Regions from separate parts of the Dromaius novaehollandiae genome. Here region 1 is linked to region 2. Evidence: chromatin contacts called from public Hi-C data. All regions are on one chromosome and are shown on one strand. Each heading gives the region's core, a stretch centred on a gene start, on an enhancer-like site or on the middle of the called end of the contact. The rest is flanking DNA. Distances are from core to core; before and after follow the strand shown. Region 1 has its middle 130 kb from the start of MSX2. Region 2 holds the start of SFXN1 (sideroflexin 1).

Region 1 (6,333 bases), core at 1,981-4,480, 430 kb before region 2:
CAGTTAAGAAGAACGTTATATAACATAAGCAGCTGCTCTGACCCACTTGTAATTCCCAAACACACTAATAGTTAAGTTGCTCAGTCAGTTGTCTCTGCTTCTGTACGCTCTGCTAGTGACAAATAAAAGGCAGTTGCACAGAGGAAGAGGACTGTGATATTAAATACAGTTTGTCATCTGAAAATGTACCTCTGTGAACGGACTATAGGGTGACTAACTCACACTTCCGTGTCTCACTTTTAAACATTTGTGCGACAATAAATTAATTCTGCCTGAGTGTCCACGGTAACCTGCAGCTATCAAAAGAGTAGTAATCTCCATGCTCTGCATCATATTTCTACACCTCTCCGAAGCTGAAATATAGGGGATAAGGGCAACAGAATGCATTAACTCACAAGGAAACAGCTTCAACCGCAGTATTTTTAATAGACTAATATAAGGACGAGATGTAATTGACTAGATTTTGCCTTCACTTACATCTATAAATACATGTGGTTTCATAAGAGAGAGCAGAACGCAGGCTTGTCTTGTAAATATTTGGAGTGTACATTATACCATATGACAGCAATTCATGTGTGACTCACCACTTGTCCTTTTGAATAGGTGATTTGGAAGATGATGAGACCAGTCCCTTTTCATTATAGTTATGAGAAAAAGGACTTGTGGTATTCTACACTAATGACTCAAACCCCCATATCCCACGACAGCAAGATTGCAAGGGTGTGGATATATTTAGTTACACTGTATTTTTATGAGGTGATATCTCTTCTTCCTCATGTGCCATGCAGATCATAAAGAGCTTTATTTTGTCACTTAATGTGACACCAAGGCAAGTCAAGCCTCCAACAATTCAACTGTCACGATAATTAACTTCTGTTTTACTCATTTTATTCAGCAGAGGGAGCCTGAGTCTACAACAAACAGCCGACCGGCTTCACTTTGACATGTTCTCTCCAGCTTGTCATCGTTAGCACACCTCACTGCCACGGATATTTGCAGGTAAATGAGGAGAGAAATCGTGGTACTTGGGAACAAGGAGTCTGTGTTGGGTTTAAGTCAAAGAACAGCCCAAGATGGGGAGGGGGGGTGGTGAAACCATGTGAAAGTCGGCTTTGTACTGAGACTTAGAGCCAGCGCAGGGTGAAAGCAGTGCGAGTCTGTAGCTGAAGGACTGCTCCAAATTGTGTCGGCTGCAGGGTGGCATTAGGGGAGCACGGACGCACCCTCCCTTCTGCTCTGCCTTTGCCTGCCTGGGGCACACACTGCTCCTGCTCCCAGCTTGACTGCTCGTCTCTGTGCCACCCCTCGGAGACCAGCACAAGGCTCAGGGCTGAGGATCTAGCTCCACACCTTCCCCAGCAGGATCCTGCATGGAGCAGGAGGAGGGTCCCCAGCCATGCTGAGAGAGGGGGCACAGGGCATGAAGCTATCTAAAAAGCAGGGTTTTTTAGGGAGCAATTCTGGCAATGCATCTGTGCAGTAGGTTTGTCCTACCAAGCACCTGTGAAGCATTCACACCATCCTGGGAAAGCAGGTGGGAGAAGAGCTGCCACAGCAAGTGCTACATAGATGCTCACTCGGCTGAACCGCTGGCTGCTCTGCACTGACTCATCCTCTCTGGCTGGCTTGGCCTATAGAGTTTAGCAAATAGATTTCTGCTTCACCCACAGAGAATAAAACATCAAGTTCCCCTCGCAAGTCTCATCAAAATCGCGTAGGTCATTTATATCTCATGCCCCTTTGGAAGATGGTTGGCAATCATCCCTTGTAGTGGTCAGTAACTGAACAAGGTGCTTCAGGGTTGCCATTGCAGTGTGAAAACATTGGCCTGAGAGTTTTAATGTTTATAAACATAACAGGATGCAATTAGCACTTGTAACTCATCCCTAAGATAACTGAGAATGGGAACACACGTTTCAGAAGAGAAATTTGAGCATGTAGTTATTAAAATGGCTTAAATAAGAACATATGTTGGAAGAATCAGAAGGAAAACCCATAAGGTTGGATTTTCAGACCTTTATCCTACACACTAGAGAAGAAGTTATCTGATTTTATTCCTCTAATAGTCCATGATCCATGGGAAAATACTTCTATAAAGCAGCCATCAACTAATTAATAACTTTCTGGCTATAGTTGCCTACTTCTAATCCATCTTTTCGCACACATTCAAATAGGTTAAGGCAGCATAATTCTAACCTCAGATCCACTTGATGGGCAGCTCATTTGTTGTGACGGAAGAGGCCTTGAAGAACTGCCTGCTACCCACTTACTTTCAAGGTAAATGACACAAACTGCAAATCAAGGATACCATTAAGAGCTGCCCTTATAAAGCAAGGGTTTGGTTCAGGGCTGTCTGATTGAGTATGCATTGGATCAGGCCCAGATTGCAATCTGTTTGCATATTTCCCAAACAAATGCCGGTATGTAAAATGCCCATGAATGCAAATGTGTTGTTTTGTTTTGTTTTTTTTAATTTGTATAATTTAACAGAGGGTGGCTTAAAAATGAATGCCCACAATAGGATTATACAATATTCTCAGGGGTTCAAACAAGTTGCTGTCTGCCTAAGGGAAGACTAATCTAATGATTAAAGCGTAACCTCCAGAGAGGAGGAAATCATAGCTGTATTCCTCAAATGGCCACATATTTGTGAAGTCACCAAACTTTCCACACCTCTGCCCTCCGAACAGGGACAGATCCTCTTTGCCCCACATCACCAGCACATTTGTGTATGTGTGTTGACTTCAGAGCAACATGAGTGAAGTGGTGTTGAACAGCAAACTACCTTCTGACTTGGTTCCATATATGCATTTACTTTTGTGCCATGGATAGAACAGTACCCAGTGCACATATGTCTTTGCTTATAGCATAAATTTCTTACCCCTTCCATGCCTTTCCTTCCCTTCCCCCACTGCTCTCTCTTTTCTTAGGCATTCATAGTTATCATTCCCAAGAATATCTGAAACAACAGGATGGCATCACCCTACAGCTCCCCCTTTCCCGGACTCTCTCGAGAAGCTGCGTGTCATATTGTCAGTGTTTTATATATTTACACCAACAGAGGAGGCCTGGGATGTGGGCTTTTTCGTTTATATGAGTCTCACCGCCACAGGGGGTATTTAACTTTCTGCCCTGGTTGCTGTAATTCTCTCTCCAGTGGATATACAGTTCAGATCAGGTTCCTATTGCTGTGATGACAGGCATTCAGCAGGCACTGTAATTGCAGAGTTAAAACAGCTCATTTTCTTACTGGCAAGCTGTAGTTAAAGAGGTGCTAGGAGGCAGCCTGGCTGTCTGCAGAGAAACTGATCAAAGCACTGAAAGGCATCTGGCTTGTCTCTGTTTTCTTTCACCACCCCCCTTGCTGATGGAGGGGAAAAAAAGAGAGAATGAGAGAAAAGGAGAAAAAAAAGAGAAAGGAAAAAAAAAGAATGAAAAAACCTACTAAAAAAGGAATTTATGAAAATGAATACTTGCCCCTTTCCTGAGGGTAAAAGGCAGTGTCTTATTAGAGAAATTAAACATATTTGAGTTTGGTTATTTTTTTAACTCTTCAGTTTTTTTTTTAATGAGAAAATTGGGGCTTGTGAATGCTCATTTATGTCTATTTCCATTAGTCTTTTCCTGAAAGATAGCTTAACTGTCAGGTAGCACTTTTCACACTGGAGGGAATTCCTAAAGGATAGCAAACTTTCCCCATCTCTATATCAATTTCATTCTTCATTATCAGACTCAGCTTTTTCCCCTTCTGACCTCTACCCTTCCCTGAAGGACATATTGCTATAGCCAGAATGCAAGGGACAATTGGATTCTGTACCCTGGATTAATTAAAAAAGCAAAAATGAAACACATTCTTGCTTTCCTTTAATTGTTCTAATTTACTCCAATTCTTCCTGTCATAAATTCCAGCAAATCACAAAGGAAAAGGTAGAGTTGACAAACCACTTGAGCTGTTCATTTGAAGGATAAAAGAAGGAAAAAACTCTAAAAGCAGGGGAAGAAATCTATCAAATAAATTGAGATCAAGGATCCAAAAGCTACTGACAAGTCAATCAAAACATTTTCCCAGTGAGGTAAAGGAGATCCCAGGCAAGAATTGGCTCTGTCTCCAAATAAGAAAAGAGACATTCCATCTTGGGGAAAAGTACCATTCAAGTGAAAATAACTGAAATGTGGGAATCACTTTCTATGAGACAAAGGAATTAAAGATTATCAGGACAGTAAGAGCTAGCAGCTGAGGGAAATCCAGTCTCCTCCAGCAGTTCTGCTAAGTTCCTGCTTATGAAGGCTTTGAAAGGAAAATGCATGGAACATGATCCATTACATACTATTCGACAACATTTTTCAGCCAGGTTTCCAGGCTAGCACAGTGCAAAAGCAGCAGTATTTCTGCTGTCTCTTTTGAGCCTTCAGTCATTAGAAACTCATCAGGGAGAGGGTTCATTCTCGCTTTTGCTCCCCTTGCACTTCATTTTTTTTCATTCACTATCTCCTGACAGTGACACCACCATCTTCCCATGGACAAAAGAGGATTTCAGAGTCTTCGAAAGAAGAAAACAAACTTGGTAACTCAACAAGGAGCCTAGACAGGCAATGTTGCAAATTAAGTTGAAAGAGGCCCAGTTACTGCACCATTATTTGATTTCCCCTTCTCTAATCCCTTGCTTGTAATTAGCATAATTTATTAACATATTAGAGCCATGCATGTGAACCCTCTTTATAGTTGCTGAGTGCTCCCTGAGGCTGCCTAGTGAAAGCTTTTCCCCACTGTTTAATAATATGTTACATAAGGAAAACCAGCTTCTGATATCATTTAAATTATGACTTTCCTTTCTGCCTCTGAACACTCATTTCCTTTAAATGAGGTTAATTTCCTTAAAGAATGAAAATCCTCCGATTTCAGTTTTCCATTCATTAGACCCCCTTAGTTCAACATGAAAAAGTCACGCGGCCAAGAGGGGGAAAAAAAAAAAAAAAAAAACTCCCATTGAACTTCAAACACAACCACCCTGAGAAGGGGCTTTCTGTGATCCTGGCCAGTCCTCTCCTTTCTGGCCAGAGAAGGGCAGTATGCAGGCTGTTAGGAGATCGAGATGGACAAGCCACTAGTTTCTCCTCTCCAGCATGTAAGGTCCTCTGAATGTTAAGGGCACTTACAGAGGCACAAACACACAGGGCTCCTCTGGTGGGTCACACAATGATTTAATGGGCCAACAGCCAAACATAGATTTCTTCGTATCTCCCCCAGACATTTTCTTTCCTTGACATTAATCTGGTGCTGATACACAGGGAGAAGGAAGGGCTAGCAGAGCTGTCCCCATCCCCTCCATCACTATCTCTGCCTGATGTGGGTCCATTTCTGTGCTGCAGGACATACCCATAGCCACAAGACTGCACAGCCCTTGACCACTTAAATCTGACGTTCATCGTCACTCCTCGCTCTCCTGTATTAAGCTTACTGCTCACATCGCTCACAGATCACCCCTTCAGCTCTTTATCATTGTTTTTTTTCTTGCCTTTATTCTTCCAGTTTTTCTGCAGCTCTGTGGCACTGTGATAGCCCAAACCAAATGCAGTTTCAGGAGATGTCCCAAAACATCTGTTGAAATATGGCATTTCCTGTGAGCTCCTCCACGCTCTGGACAGAAAGGTAAATGCGTTTTCTTCTTGAATGCTGGCTCAGGAGTTAACTAGCCCTAAATACATGGCCAAGTACTAACTAAGCAGAAGACGTGCCCAAGAGAGGCAAACGGTGCAGTAATTTTTGAAGTACTAGCCAAAAGTTGGTTTTCTGCTCCTCCACGGACTGCTTGTGTGATGTTTGGCTCACCCATTATATAAGTGCTTGACTCTAGCCGAGTTCAACAAGAGTTAGCTGCTAATACCTTTGAGGATTTGGGCCTCTGTTATATTTCAATAAACTGAGAATAAAGTAATTTCTGCACCTTAAGGAACAGCTGTGAGCTATTAAATCTTGTAACTGTGTACTCTATGTAGATAATACCTCCTCCTGTCACTGTAGTGAGCATAACCTGGCTACAGATGGCATTTTTACTTGTGGAGTGATGCATAACAGCAGCATCATTCACGTTGATGTTAATTTAAATACAGTGTTACCATGTTAACAGAAAGGGCTCCCTGCTTTTTTAAAAAATAAGTACCTAAAATAACGAAGCCCCCAGTGTCCTGCCACTGAAAGGCGTTATAAACACATCATTTTGAACACAACAAGAATAGAAAAAAACTCTGAAGAGAGCCATGTGCTAGTTGTTCTGCTGGCAACTTTATGCTGGACACCTGTCAGACACCGGTGACACACTAGGATGCGTGAGA
Region 2 (6,585 bases), core at 2,315-4,814:
CATCAAGTGAGTGATAATGAATGGCACCCAGAAATTTTGTCGGTTTCTTCTGGCAAATCTCTGATAATGTCAGCTCCATGCCAAGGCCGGTTCCTGACACCATGTTCAAGAGGCAGCAGCTGAATACACTCCAGTTCTTTGCCTTAATACCTTCAGGGCAGTCACCACACATCATTTCCCACCCGCTGTACAACTTCCTTTCTCATGGAGCAGGAAAGTTTTGACATATCCCAGGCTTGCCTTTAGTCTTAGTGTGCTGTCTGTGATACAGAGTTGCTGAAAACTTTGTCCTGTAGTGCCACTTACTGGACATTTATGCTAGTAAATGCAGCGAACAGCAGCTCTTAGTTTTTGCCAGTTGATGCACCAATTTGAAATAACTAAAAACATAAAAGCGGTAATGTCCAATGTAAATATTATGAATGCAGAAGAGCTTGGGGAAAGTAAATACATAAAGCTCATTTCTTAGATAAGACAGTAGTTGTAGGAGAGCAGAAGTCCTCATATTCTGGTTGGTGTAGGGAAGAGTTTGCCCTATAAATGTCAAGGAATTCTTTCATGTGAAAACACGGTTAAATTCATTCCTAGTTCAGTAAAGACTAAGGTCTGAATTTACATCTGGAGGGCCGCAGGACTCTTATTAATGGAGATGTTAGGAAATAAGAAGACTGAAAGGAATGCTCCCACGGGAGCTAATGTAATGTTTATCTGATGTATACAGCTGTAGTCTCTAGGTACATGTTTTCTGTATATACTATTAATATTTGGACTGTAATATAACCAGCAAGATATTATACTCTTTATGAACATATGAGAAAACACATGCTTGAACTTACAATTGGAGCACTAACCGAGCCCTGTTTGTTTTCATTGTATGCGACTGTCTGTGCAGGAGTCTTTTGAAGATCAGGACTTCTGAAGAATAAAGCTACACTATTAAGCTGCAGATGAATATGCTCGATACCATGTTCTGGGATCCTGCTCTCTCGATTGTTTAAAGCAGAGAACTGGCTGGAGTGCCTGGCAGCCCCGTCCAGCTCGCCCACCTAACTCTGCTTCTTGTGGAGGGCACAGGCAGGAATAGTACAAGCCTGGCTCTCACCTCAGAGAGGAATCAGGATGAAGCCAAAACACACATCTGCATCTTGCAGCTGGAAGATGCTGCTGCATTTTGCTTTTTTAAATGCAGCTTAAAATGTTTGTAACAGGAAGATTAGTGGGGATGAAGGAACACATGTAGTCAGAGGTTAGACATTCCCTGTGAATACCCATATTCACCCATTTGCCCAGTTCTGTAGCTTGTGAGCAATTGTTCTGTGGTTGTTGGTCAGAGCCCCCTCAAGATTTCACAGGGTTCATGGCAAAAATTCGATTTGGTTTCTCACCAATGAGAGGAATGACTAGTCCAGTGAAAGAGAGGCAATAGAGCCATTCAATACCATCTGCACTGAATCTAGAGAACGTGATTATCTCTGAGAGTGAATGTGTCCATCATAAATAGCTTTTCATTTTGCAACTCAGAGAATCTAGATACTAATATATCTCACATTAAAGAGCCTGCAAGCAGAATTTCTCTTGTGACAGTGCAGAAAAGATCAGGAGGGGTTTAATGCAGATTTACAAGTTTTAATGTCTTTGGCATATAACAGGATCAAGAGGCAGAAGACATGAATCCTTAGAATATAAGCAACATACCACTGTATCAGTTATGCACACTGGCAACTAATTTGTTTCAATGCACAATATTTAGCTATACCCATTTTCTATATGAGATGTCTTTCCTGTTCAGTCACTGAGATGTTTTTAGCAGCAAGTGTTAGGGCTGGATATCTTCAAAGGTGCATTCAGAATTTGATTTGTCAGTGGTCATGGAGCCTGGGATCTGTCTGACAACATTAAAAAGCAGCAAAGTACATACATTTTGTATAAAATTCAATGTGCAAGAAAAATGCAATGCATGGGTATCAAGGCAAGCCTTTTCTTTTTCATGATGCAAGCTCACCCTGGAATATCTGTACCTTCACCTATTGTATTTATATTCCCAAGTATGATCTAAGCACTAGAGCCCCAGCTGGCAACGGATGTGTGGACATCTGAGATTTGATCTGTCTGTGTCAGAATGAAAGTCAAAGGATCAAGTGATACTAGGAGTCACTGCCACAGTTTTCAGCAGGTACGAAAATGCTTCTACAAAGCAAGAACTTCATGCAAAAAACATGCTTGGGTTTATATACATACAAAATGGGAAGAGAGACTGCTGGAAGTTTATTCCTAGCTTGCAAGTTAGGCCTCAAACCTAAATTGTGAGTGTAATAGGTGCACAGGGGTTTCCAATCAAGCTTGGGGTGTCCTACAGCTTCTCCTACAGGCAGACCGTCAACAGCTGGAAAATAGCATAACCCTAGGGGTAACCCCCAAAACATTAATTCCCCTGTGGAAAAAGAAGTATTTTCAAAATTTACAACAGAAATCTTTAACTTTTAATTGAAAAATATGTAGTGAATTTTCTAGCTAAAAGCTGAAAACAAAATCCAGCCTACAAGATTACATTCCTACGCAAAAAGCATTAAGAAATCCAGTTTTTCACAGTTCAGTTTCAACAGCAAAAATGTCACCGGCTCTGCCCCAAACACTATCAATAAACACATCTACAGGCCTCCAGAAACGTTTAACCGCTGATTCTTGAAAAGCGTGTAAGGGATCCCGTCCGCGTGGTCATTAGGAAGCGGGGTTGGAGAGCGCGTAGGAGCGGCGTAACCGGGTACTATTTTTCAAAAATCTCGAACGATCGCACGTCCAACCTCCAACAGAAAAGCAACAAGATTCTGTGACGATATAACGCGGAGCGGCCACAATTGCTAAATGGAATGAAATGCTCTGAAACCCCTTCCTCGGCCTGGCTTTAACAAAACCAAAGATCCGTGTTTTTTTTTTTTTTTAAGGCACCATATGCAAGAAAGCTCCCATCATTCGGAGCGGATTTTGTAAGAAGGCAGTATTTTATTACCACTGACTCCTTTTCAGGATTAGGGCCTGAGAGCACACTGTTTTCCTAAGGGTCATTTCACTGCGGCTTCCTGCGAGCGTTTCCCTGCTGCTGCTTGTTTCCTGCGCTCCTTATTAAAGCAGGTGTCATGAGAACGAGCAAGTAAGTAAAAACCCGACTTTACTGGCACAGTTGCCTTTGGTCCACTGCTTTTTTGGGGTTCGAAGTCCCATAAGTCGGACTGACGACCCAATTTAGCCACGACCCAAATACCGCCAGCGCGGCACAGAGGGGGCCGGTAACCGCGAGCTTTTCCCTTCCTCAGATGTAAAAGTGGCTTCACAGCCTGAGCTGCTCTGAAGTTTTGGGGCACGAGCTGCGGAAACCGGGGCGCAGGCAGGCGCCGGGCCTGGAAGCGTCGCCCCCCTTCACGTCCAAGATTCGCCCAAAATGGAGTCGTAGCCGCAGCTCCGGCCACGGGCGGGCTCCGCGGCGCCCGGCAGCACCGGCGGGCGCAGGCCCGCTGCCTCAGGGCGTCCCGGCCGGGCCCCCAGGCCTCGTGGCGGCGGGGAGCTGCCGCGGCGCGGCCCGGCCCCCGGGGGCGGAGCGGGGCGGAGCGGGGCGGCCCGCTCGCCCCCCGGCCCGCGGCGGCGCCCAGCCTCTTCCGGGCAGCGCGGAGCGGCCGCGGTGAGTAGCGCCGGGGCCCGGCCCCCGCCATCCCCCAACCCCCGGCCCCGGTGCGCTGCGGCGCGTGTCACCCCCGGCCGCGGCCCAGGCCCTGGGGCACCCCGGTGCCCCGGCCCGTAGCCCGATTTCTCCATGGGGGCACAGGCCCGGGGGTCACCTCGGCCCCCTCCATAGGGGCCCAGGCCCCGTGTCACCCCCTGTCCCCTCCACAGGTGCAGACCTTGCATCACCTCTGTCCCCTCCGTAGGGCCCCAGGCCCTGTGTCACCCCCCATCCCCTCCATAGGGCCCCAGACTCTGTGTCACCCCCTGTCCCTTCCATAGTGGCACAGACCCTGTGTCACCCCCTTCCCCCCACTCCATAGTGGCACAGACCCTGTGTCACCCCCGTCCCCTCCATAGGGGTCCAGACCCCATGTCACCCCCATCCCCTCCATAGGGTCACAGACCCTGTGTCACCCCCATCCCCCTCTCTGTAGGGGCCCAGACCCCATGTCACCCCCATCCCCTCCATAGGGACCCAGACCCTGTGTCACCCCATCCCCTCTGCTGAGGCCCAAACCTGTGTCACCCTCCATCGCCTCCGTAGGGGCTGAGGCCCGGGGTCCCCCCCATCCTTCCCAGCCCCTGGGCGGTGGTGATCACCCCCTTTCCTAGGGATATTCTGTCATTGCGCTTATCACGTGCGTTAGACAGGTGACTGGGGGCTGCCACAGCCTTTCCCCCTGCCGTCCTCTCTCCGCAAATGACAGCTCCCTGCCTTCCCACCGTCTCCAAAACCCCCTCCCGAAATTGCGCCCTGACCAACAGTCGTCCTCGCAGCTCGGCGTGTGACCCGAGGGTGGCGGATCACAGCCAGGGCACGCGTAACGGTGCCTGCAGGGAGCGAGCCTCGCTGTGCTGGGCTGTCATCTTTTCCCGGGGAAGAACACACCTTGTACCTTGGAGGTCAGCCATCCACTAACCAGAGGTGGGGGGGTAATTATGCATATTGATTTTTTTCTTTACTGAGTTATAAAAAATTGAGGGTAATTGTAATGATGGGTATTGAGAGGGTAGGGGGCAGTGACGACTGGCTTTGCGCCAAAGTACAAATAAAGCATCTCCTGTTCGGATCCTATCAGGAAAAGAGGTATTATATAGGGAAAAACTACAGGAGAGGACCATGAACGTGTTTGGATAGAGCCAGATAATCCTACTTAAGTTTACCTTGGGTTTTAAAAAATAAGGAGCAGAAAAAAGTCTGAAGCAATCAGGAATAAAATAAAATAAGAGCTTGAAATAACCCCTTTTAGCAAAGAAAGTGTTTTTCCTTAGTGAAGAGGAGAGGTAAATGTGTAATGGGTGATGTGTGTCTGTGTGATATACCTCATGAGATGAGAGCGGTGATAGAAGAGATGGCAGATTGAAAGCACACACTGCTGAGTTGGCTGCTGCAACCTCTAACATCTGGAGGTAGCTTTAATGCAGAATGATGAAATCCCTCTTTAAGTTACACACCAAAGATGGCTGCTGTTCTGAGGAGACAGACCCAGCAGCAGACACTATCCATTTAACACAGACTATTGCTTTTGTTGCTAGGCTACAAACAGGACGTACATTTATAAGCAAAAAAGTATCTTGTAGTGTTACCATGATTTGCATTAGCCAGCATTCAGTTTGTTTTTGTTAATGCAGTAGGAAAAAAGCATATTGCAGACAAAGATTTTTTTGATTTAAATAGATATTTACTGGTGGAAGCTGCTTTGAGGAAGGAAAACTTGGCAAGTGGCTCTGTTAACATTTGGTGCAAGTATGTTGCATCATACTTCCCCCAGTCATCAGCTGTGCTACTTCTTTCAAACTGAGGTAGCAAGCAGTGCAAATAGAGGAATACCGTTGCTTAATGACTCCAGTAAGTCTGATATGTGCTGTTTTGCCATCACGTGAAAATGCTTTATTCCCCTAAAAAATCTATTAGTGCTTCTCATTTAAACTAATTATACTGGTTTGATTGACATTCCTGGAGAATGCATTGTATACTTTTCTTTGCCAGAACAATTGAAATATGGGTTAAAGCTGGGTTTGCCTTCTCACTGTCGCCTTGCCAATGTGTTGTAGTTTTAAAGTAGAATAGGTCACCTTTTCGAGCAGAGCGGGGTGGTGGATATTTCTACTGGAAAGGAAAAATCTGAGTTTTTTTCAGGCAGAGAAGCCCCCAAAAGAGCCAATGTTTTATTTAAGGAACAAAAAGGCCTAACAGGATTCTTAAGTATTTCTCTGTCAAAGCACCATAGAAGATGCTTCAAAAGAACTGAGCTGTGCAAAAACAGACAAGTGGCCATGGTCGCTTCAGTTTATAAACCTGTCAGAAGAAGAGAGGTGTTCCTCTCCCCTTCTTATAGCAGCACTTTCCTCAACCTGAAGATTTTCCAGCCTGCATCTCACTTTCTAGAACAGGGCATTGACTATTGGACATCAGGCTGTTAGGGGACTGCTTTGAAGAATGGAGATCTGGGGGGCCCAAATGTGTCATACCTTCTTTTCTCTCTCCCAGTGAATCTGCACATGGCATTTTTTCAGCAGCACATGGCTCTAACTTTTGAACTGTTCTGTAACCTATTGGATTATGATAAGAAAGAGGTACTGCTGTTACCTTCCATTCTTACTGGGTTTTAAAAGAAAAAAGTGACTTCACTCTCCTCTTCCAAAAAGGGACTTCTGGAAGATTTTGGGAATCATGTTCTGATCTAAGTGCCTTTATTTCACCTGGAGTTAGGTGTCTAAGTCCTGGTAAAGGCTAGCATATAACTGAAACTTTCATTTTCAGCATTTCTGTAGACTAGTTTACTAACTAGTCTACTAACTCCTGTATGCAGGGCGTTTTGAATTGTACGTTTAAACTCCCAGTGTGTCCTATGCTTTGTAACACAG

The links. A called contact is a pair of places that touch in the nucleus more often than the background predicts.
Region 1: a Hi-C map of liver shows a contact between it and region 2, with 11 times the contacts expected there. The contact joins the enhancer-like site here to the promoter of SFXN1 in region 2. A contact is called at or near these places in 2 of 4 Hi-C or Micro-C datasets (brain and liver).

What each region holds. Positions count from the first base shown.
Region 1 is chr15:15,059,283-15,065,615 of bDroNov1.hap1, reverse strand. No RefSeq gene overlaps it. Among named protein-coding and RNA genes, the nearest start is that of MSX2, 130 kb to the right of the region's middle. Within about 2 kb of position 3,230, at least 1 of the 2 cell types and tissues checked has open chromatin away from gene starts, as enhancers often do.
Region 2 is chr15:14,627,167-14,633,751 of bDroNov1.hap1, reverse strand. SFXN1 (sideroflexin 1) reads left to right here and starts at 3,564. Exons shown (of 12, transcript XM_064521012.1): 1 at 3,564-3,673; 2 at 4,495-4,650.